2 separate regions of the Hordeum vulgare genome follow, and region 2 is linked to region 1. A link is a contact called in public Hi-C data. All regions are on one chromosome and are shown on one strand. The core of a region is the stretch at or near the end of the contact, and the rest is flanking DNA. Distances in the headings are between cores, read along the strand shown.

Region 1 (4,864 bases), core at 2,160-4,659:
TCAACGATATTGGAGATTGGAAGAATTCTTGCATTTCATGTACGTTTAGTTTTGAAAGTAGAAACAATAATTCTGAAGCTCAAAATTTAGCTTGGCATTCGCTTTCCTTAGATCAAGGCCGCCATGTTGCCTGGCTGGATCACCCACATGGCCTGAACATTATTCATGTGACCTTGGCTATTGAGTAATAAAGTCTAGCCTTTTGGAGAATGCCGTTTTGGAGGCCGATCTCCATGGAGGCCTTTATTTTTAAAAAATTTAAATTTAAATTTTTATGGTTCAAAAAATTCTGAAAAATAAATATGCATGTATGTAAGGATGTAACCGACATGTGTGTAAAATTTTAGGTCAAAATACTTTAAAACGTGATCTGTACAAAAAAGACAAATTCATGGTCTGAAATGATGAGTAGTAACATGTGTTAAACAGCCTCAGATTTGTCTTTTTTGCACAGCCCTCATTTCAACGTATTTTGTTCTGAAAATTTACACACTTTGTGTATTATGCCTTTATCTATCTATGTATTTTTTTTCAGAATTTTTTGAAACATTAAAATACAATTTTTCACTGAATTTGAAGTTTGAATTTAAAGACCTCCAGTGAGCTCGGGAGCCAAAAGCAATATTTGAGCCTTTTGCGCTAAAAGAAACGAAACACAATGGACATAAATAGTGTGAGGACAACTCTCATCGAAAAAATAAACGATCGTGAGGGATCTTGCAGAGTTTGATCATGTGGTGACGGACTGATATTACGCGGTTGGATCATGTGGGTACGGAGGTTTTTTCTCAACATGAGTGACAACGTAACCTTGGGATCGATCCACCGCCGCGTTCGATGTAGGTATAGTATTGGTCTATAGGACTCTACAGTTGCCGATTTGTCGGTTTTGATAGAGCATCTACAACCGGGCGTCTCAAACGACCCATCATACGCCCGCGGATGCGTCCGGTCAGTGATCGGACATGAGAGAGAAGAAAACAAAATGATCCAATCGAACCCCTCATATCATCCCTATACTCCCGGGCTGTCCGTGAACCCTCATATCCATCTCAAATATAAGGAGGATATGAGGGCTCGCGGACGCACCCGGGCGCGTCCGGTCAGTCCGCCACGTAGGACGTGACCCCACCTCGGACCACCTTTTATTTTTCTTTATTTATTCTTTTCTTTCTCTCTTTCTCTTCACCAATCACATGCAAGTGATCTGACCTATGAGGAAGAAAATGAAGAGGGTGGCTGCGCGGGCGGACAAATAGGGGACTCGTTGGTCACTGATCGGGCGCGTTCGCGGGTGTTTAGGGCCTCGTATTTGCTATGTGCGGCTGTAGATGCGCTTACATTTTCTAGTGTTGGATTTTGATGTTTGACTGTGTGCATTCTAGTATTCATAGGCGGGTGTTGCTCATAATGTTTCGTATTCGTTTTGTACTAGATTTGAGATAATAGAATCGCTCTTTATCAGGGAAAAAGGATATGACATAGTTAAATCCCACCTAGATGAGATTTAGCAAATCCAAGAAATAAATGTGTTTCCCAAACATGGTTGCCTCTCAATTTATTGTCCAGTCGTCACTCGGAAACAAATGTAAAACTTACTAGCCAGTAAATCTTCTATTTTTAATCTCTACACATGAGGGCTTGATGTGAAGAATCTGAAATTGAAGCCACTTGCCTTGAGGGTTCGCTGGGAATGGCTCAGAAGAGTTGATCTTAACAGACCTTGGAATGGACTCACACTGGTTGTTGACAGAGAGGTCCGAAAGGTGTTCGACAGTCTTGTTGCTATACAGGTGGGGTGAAGAGACGGAGTATTATTCCGGAGAGAAAAATGGATACACGGTTTCGGAGTAATCGACATCGCCCCCTGCATTTTTGCTATGGTCGGTACTCGGGTCATCAACCACACGACGGTTGAGCAGGCCACTATGGATGATTCTTGAACGTTCGACATCATCGAAGATATCTCCTTCACAGCACATTTTTTTTTTCGACTTGCAAGGCAGGAGCACTGTCGATTTTCATTAAGAGAGGAAAAAAAGAGAACAATGGCCCTATTTTATAAGAGAAACTAGGCCAAAAAACCTCAAAACACACGATTAAAACAGAGAACAATCGTGCAACAACCCAATCCTTGCTGACATCGACAACTCAAACTCCATCACCAACACGCCCACAAACCTGAAGAGGTGTGAGGACTCTTCGACGACGCCTTCAAAAAGCATCTTCACCGGTATCCTTCGACCCCATCAAACCAAGGCTTTCACCCAGAGTCATCCACAACAACTTCGCCGGACCTCGGGAAAGTCCACGGTGTAGCGGGAGGCACATAGGCCAGAGAACTTCTGGTGGCCATGTGGTAGTGAGGAAGACAAATACTCGGCCAAGGCCACATACGGCAGATTGTGTGAGGGCCCGAGTCGGACGATTTGGCAAAGCTATGCACCCCTCAAACTAAAGCTTTTTTGCTTAGCTGGCTTCGCAGCATCGCCTTTGGACTACTGATCGAAGAGCCAGGTACGGACTATAAGACCAAACTTCGGCGTGCTTTACGTGCTTGCAAAGTGAAGACACAGTAGAGCACATCACTATGCAATGCACCTACGCACGCAAGGTTTTGGCATTGATTCCTAGACATGCTTCACCTTCCTGTCCAGGCGTCTGCGGAGAATGACACACTCATTAACTGATGGCTCCTCAATAGAAGTAGATTTAGATCGGCGGATAGTAGAGGTTTTGACAGTCTAGTCATTTGCACGAACTGAACACTTTGAAAATAACATAACGCTAGAGTCTTCAATAGGACGCATTAACAGGTTCATGCGGAGAGACCAGTTTCCTTTATCGTGGACGAAATTAAAGATTGGAAAACGGCGTTTGACGGAGTAGGAGCCTTACAGTGTTTTGTGAGAGAATAGGCTAAATAGAGTGTTCGTGTGGATGTACCTTTGTGAGAGAATAGACTAAATAGAGTGTTCGTGTGGATGTACCTTTGTAGATGTTTGCATCTACATGAGAACTCTTGTAATTATTTCTCTCATTCTTTAATAATACGATACGTAATTGCGTACTCTTGAAAAGAAACACATGACGAACCGGGAAAATTCTGGAATTCCAAACTAGGCTGTAGTCTGTCGTCTATATAACACCAATCTGAATTGTACTCCTGCGTATAATTCACGTGAGGATGAAGAATGGGCATAAAGCCCCATAGGGAATAATACCTCACTTCTTGCCTTGCCTTGCGGCAAGCATACATCCCAATCAAAAGTGTCATTTTCCCACTGCAATCTGCCACCAAACACCCATAAGAGAGAGAGACTGCGTGGAATAAAAAGGGGAGGAGATAAAGAAGGGGAAAAAAATGTGAGGAACGAAAGTGAAAGGGGGGCGCATGGTGTATGGACGAAAAGACCAATCTATATCTTCCATCCTAGGCCGGCCACCTCCAAGCAACAAGTTACACTCGCCTCTTTTTCACACAGCACATCCGAACAGACACTCCTGTCCTTCACCATTCCAAGTTCCCATCTCTCTCCTCCTCCTCCCCTCATCCCCGAGCTCCTCGGCTCCTCCCCCCACCTCTCTCCCAGCAAGAAATCTTCCGAGTTCCGCACCTCAATTCCGCCCTGACCCTTTCTCGATCTCTCTAGCTAGCCGCAAGTCCACGCCGGCGGCCGATATCACACCGCTTGCTCTCCGCAAGTTGCGAGAGGGATCAATGGAGCTGTTCCCGTCACACCCGGACCTGCAGCTCCAGCTCCAAATCAGTCCGCCCCCTGCCACCAAGCCAATGGACTTAGGGTTTTGGAAGAGGGCTCTCGACACCACCGCCGCCGCGACCACGGCAGCATCGGCGGCGGCAACCTTCGCGCCTCCGTCCATCGCCAGGACATACCCCTCGCTGCCAGCAGCTGCCGGCGGCGGCTTCCATGCAGGGCACTACGGCGCAGCCGATGGCCACCTGGGCGGGGTGCAGTTCTTGCAGCACACCCAGCCCATCCTCCACGAGGTGCAGGACCTGGCGGCGATGAAGCCCATCCGGGGCATCCCCGTGTACAACACCTCGCATCAGTCTCTCCCTTTCCTCCAGAGCCAGCTCCACCACCACAACCACCACCACCAGCATTGCTACGACGCGATCGGCGGCGCGGCAGGCGGGCCGAGGTCGCCCGGCAAGGTCGGCGCGCTGCGGCTGGCGGCGCCGCCGGCCAAGAGGAACTCCCGCGCGCCCAGGATCCGGTGGACCACGTCGCTGCACGCGCGGTTCGTCCACGCCGTCGAACTGCTCGGAGGCCACGAGAGTACGTATTTGCTGCTACTCGCGCGCACAAGTGTTATTTTCCTTGTTCTCCTGAATTTTTGCTTGCTCCTCTCCTCATATTAGCAGTCGCCGTTAGATGGTTTTCTTTTCTTTCTTCTAGCTGCTGGCAAACTAGACAATCCTCCTGTTGGTCGAATCTAGCATTTCTTGTGCTGGCATTCAAAAGAGCTAGACAATGATGCATGGGCGTATTGGCATAGTACAAGCTAAGCTCTATATATGTGTTGGTGAACGAATTATTGTCTACTGTTTGTGATGCTTCCTCCCTTGCGATTGTGCAGGAGCAACGCCCAAGTCAGTCCTTGAGCTAATGGACGTGAAGGATCTCACCTTGGCCCATGTCAAGTCTCACTTGCAGGTGAGGGGATCTTCTTTAAGTGCATATAATAAAGTCCATGGTTAGCTCATTGGTTACAGTATTTATATTGAGCTTTGATCACTTGCGCTCTCCTTAACGTACGTACGTGTAGATCTACTAGCTACCACTTCAGATACTCCTTGGTGTATGCAACAATATACTACTGTATATATTAGTCTTAG
Region 2 (4,429 bases), core at 1,826-4,325, 300 kb after region 1:
CAAGGGTGCGTAGATCCACTCTCCCCTCGTAGATGGACATCAACATGATAGGTCTTCGTGTGTGTAGGAAATTTTTTGTTTCCCATGCAACGTCCCCAATAACATTTCTGTTTGATCATCAGTCAGCTGCTATCCGGCCTCTGTAGTCCCTTAACTAGGTTATTCCTATGACTCATCGATGCCCTCATGTGAAAGAAATGTGTATTCCGATCTCTAGTTGATAACCATTCCACGTGAGACTGTTGACGCCACATTATTTCTTCCCGCATGTATAGTTCAATCAGCTGATTGTTAATCTTAATCTCAGCGTGTGATGGACTAGACCTCGGAACTTGGTTCTGTAACTGATGTAGCTCTTTTTTAGTTTCTCGGTATCACCACGAACGCTTTCAAACGTAGCTTTTAACAAATCATCAAGATTTTGCGCTAGAGCATCCAGTTTTGCACGCACATTACTCACCATCCAGTTATGACCGTTCAACTCCCATGCATCACAGACGGTGGATGTTATCCCTGCATGAGTATCCCACATAGCTTCATAGCGGAACGACTTATCTCTAGTTTTGTGTGGCGTCGGAGCTAGACTCACTAGGAGGGGAGTATGGTCCGACGTCGTAGCAGTGAGATGTTGCACCACTACATGTTGGAATTGATGGAAAAAAAAGAACCAAGAGCCCTATCCAGGCGAACTTGTGTATATGATCCACTCACAACTTTTTTCTCATATGTCCATTATGTTCCCTTGAAGCCCATATCAATGCGACCACATATATCAACAACATCACAAAATCCTTGTATTTGTGACTGGCTTCTGGTCCCGATTCTATCATGCTCATCATGTCAAAGTACTTCGTTAAGGTCTGCTATGTAGACCCATGGTATGCTATCGAGGATCGACAGATTCTTCATTGTATCCCACGTGTGATGGCGCATGTGAGTCCGGGCCTTTCCATGGAAGCATGAGTCTCCATGGATCACCCCCAAGATCATTGACTTCTACATCTATATGGTATCTTGAGTACCCTAAATTTTCAATATTTATATCATTATTCCAAAACATCTCTAAACCTCCACTCCTACCGGAGGAATCAATAACAAAAATATTATCATAACCTAAAGTACTTGCTAACTTTTCAGCTCTTTCTCTACTAATTTGAGTTTCAAATATGCGAAGTACTATAGAGGCAAACTTTCTCATGAGTTCGCGCATCTTTGAATTTTCGAGGCGTTGCCAATCCCACAAAAATTCCAGCAAAATAGATTCATTATGCCTCACGATCATCTGCCGTGGAGGCCGTCAATCTTGCATCATTGTTTTCCCCCAATTGGGGGTCTTATTTACTCCACCATTACTAGTCTTCTCCGTCACATTGGTTCTGGACCGTTTCGGGTCCTGTTTTGGAAGCGGGCTTAGGGAAAGTGACACCACCCCAATACTGCTCTTCAAAACAAGAGCTAATTATGAACCTGTTAGAATGGTGGTGGCCGAGAACCCCACAACTTGATTAGACGAGCGCTTGCGAATAGGATCAACCTCATCCATATCAGTTTCCTCATGTTCATGCCCCGCACACCCCTTCTCATAAAGTTTATCTCTAGCTAACCCGTCCTGGTTCTTGGCTTTCTTCTTCCTATTGTGCCTTCTAGTTCCCCAGGCAGTGGTTGTTGGTGCGCGCAGGCTCTTGAAAGCTAAGGCCGAGGGAGGATGCGAGATGTTTTTTTGGGTCCATTTGTAGTCAATTCTCCCATTGGGCCTTGGTTTCTTGTGTGTGGACCTATATCATGCTACCGCAAGCCCCGAGTTCGATCGTCCCGTTTCACTGCAGGACTTGATGGGTTCTACCGCAAAACAATGTCATGAGTTAGGCCTCATACGCGGAACAGACCGCGGGAACTATTTATCACATTATGGAATTGAAGAAGGATCGGTCACCGAACCGTTCTACTAATCAAGCCGGCCCACTAGCACATAGAGAAATAGAAAAATAGAAGAAAATAAGGGCACGAGGTGATTCAAACCTAGGTCGTCTCGATAGCACATAGATGCGCGTGCCACTGCGCCACTCTCGGATTTGTGTTCATGCAAGAATCACACTCTATTTGAGGTAAAATACCGGAGATTTTTTATGTTTCCTTTTTTCTTGTTTTCTTTTATTTCTTTATTTTTTTTCTCCATCTTCTTTACATTCTTCCTTGCATTTTGTTTCTTATTTTTTGTTTTCTTGCTGTTTGTTTGATTTCCTTTTTTGTTTGTTTTTTTCCTTCTCCATCTTTTGTTTTTTGTTTTTTCTTGTCTTTGTTTTCGTTTCCACTCTAAATTTTTGTATATGTCAAAAACATTTTTAATAAGTGATCAACACTTTTTTTATACACGTTCAAGTTCAGCATTGCCGAGTACTTATTTAATATTTTTAAAATACTTATTCAACATTTAATACCTATTCAATATTTTTCAGATACATGATCAACATTTTCCAAATACTCGTTCAACATTTTGTAATACTTATTCAACATTTTTAAATACTTGTTCAACATTTTTAATACCTATTCCACATTTTCAAATACTTGTTCAACATTTTTAATACTTATTGAACATTTTCAAATACTTGTTCAACATTATTCAAATAGTTATTCCATTTTTTTATACATGATCAACATTGTTTTTCAAATACTTGTTCAACATTTTTAAAATACTTGTTCAACATCTTTTTTCAAATGCTTGATTAACATTTTTATATGGATGGTCAACATTTTTTAAAATACTTCTTCAATATTTTTCAAATACCTATTCAACAGTATTCAAATACTTGTCCAAAAAGATTCAAATAATTTCTCAACATTTTTCAAATATTTAAATAGAGTGTATTTTTATAATACATACATTCAGAATATTTCAAACTATAAATAAACAATAGTAAAAAAAAACAGGGAACAGAAAACGTAAGAAAAACGAAAAAAGGAGGCTCTGTCCTGCCTTGCTGATGGGCGGGGCCATCTAGGCCCCCCCTTCAGCGAGGGGTTCCTCCACTAGTGACGGTTCGTCGACTTGTGGACGGCGGCGTGTTTTACTGGACTGGAGGCGCCTTTCCTTTTTTTTCCTCCTCTTCGTTCGTGGGAAGGCGCAGCAGGTCGGAGGAGGAAGCCGTGAGAAGTTGGCGAGAGAGGAGATGGGGAAGGGCGGGGAGCTGTGGGACGACTCGGCGCTGGTGGACGCCTTCGACCACGCCATCGCCACCTACAAGGTACGCGCCCTCGCCCCCCCTTTCATCCCCTGTCCCTTTCCGGATTTGGTACCTCGTCGCCGCCGCTAGGGTTTAGGGTTTGGGGAGCTTACTCGCGGTCCGAGTTGGAGCATCTGGAGTAGGTCCGCGTGTTGGTTTGGTGGCCAGGATTGGGGCCGGATGGATTCCTCTGTCGAGTTCGTTCGCCGCTGTGCACTAGTACGAGTACAGCTTAACTGTAACGGTGCCATTTTTGTTTCATGATAGATTTAGTTTTCTGTGCATTTCTCTCTGGTTAGATGAATAGCTCGATTAAATTTCCTCCTTTACTTGTTATGTGGAAGAACGCAGGGGTTCTCCCGCATTTATGTGAATAGTTGGCTGCTCGTTCGCATTGTGCTAATTGATTGTGATGGCTTGTAGGCAATGCATGGCAAGAACAAGCAAGCTGCTCCATCTGAGATACAAGAGTCAGAAGATGTAGCTGCTTCTGCTGCCATTGCCGCTGCTGTTGCAGAAGAACCTGTCTCTACTGAAGTAGCAGATGAGTAAGTAGACTGATGCTTGTCGCTTCAGTTAATATGTTTTCCTGTTTTACTGGTATGACAGTGATTATTCTGTGCAAAGATAGCAATTCTATAAGTTACTCAGCTTGCTTATTAAAACTCGAGTCTGTAGAAACTAGAAAGAATGGTGCTACGTTCCTGTCTAACTGTCTTTTTCTCTGTGTGTTTCTTTTAGAACTTGACTTTTATTAATGGGAAGAGTTTAAGTGTGGAATTCATGTTATGGAACCGTCAACCAGTTATACATGTGTGGTTAGAATTAACGATTTAAGCTAGTACCAATTCTGGATGAACCTGTTGCTGGAGATATCGATTTCCAGCTATATATCTAGCGACTCCTCGCTAAATTCTCCAGTCTGTTGTTTCAAGCCTCGGAGTGATTACTCTGAATCTATTTCAGTGAAATGAGAATTTCAAACTTCAAATTTCCTTTTGTTTTAAAAATGTATTAAGAGGTGTAATGGCCTAATGTGTGCCTGTTTTTCTATCTGAACTAGTTTTATCCTTTCCATTCACATTTGTCAATAATTTATACAATTTTAAATTCTTGTTTTATTGTCCTAGAATTGATGAAGTATTGCTTTGTTTGTGAAGGCAAACAAATAAAAATGACAGCTGCACTAACTTACCCGTTGGTCCTGC

The links. A called contact is a pair of places that touch in the nucleus more often than the background predicts.
Region 2: a Hi-C map of seedling shows a contact between it and region 1, with 4 times the contacts expected there. The contact joins the promoter of LOC123402003 here to the promoter of LOC123403791 in region 1. A contact is called at or near these places in 1 of 6 Hi-C or Micro-C datasets (seedling) and 1 of 1 datasets of contacts at active chromatin or transcription factors (embryo).

What each region holds. Positions count from the first base shown.
Region 1 is chr6H:454,858,610-454,863,473 of MorexV3_pseudomolecules_assembly, forward strand. LOC123403791 (probable transcription factor KAN2) reads left to right here and starts at 3,410. Exons shown (of 6, transcript XM_045097708.1): 1 at 3,410-4,304; 2 at 4,606-4,682. The coding sequence starts at 3,722.
Region 2 is chr6H:455,156,858-455,161,286 of MorexV3_pseudomolecules_assembly, forward strand. LOC123402003 reads left to right here and starts at 3,076. Exons shown (of 6, transcript XM_045095854.1): 1 at 3,076-3,242; 2 at 3,645-3,769; 3 at 4,382-4,429. The coding sequence starts at 3,168.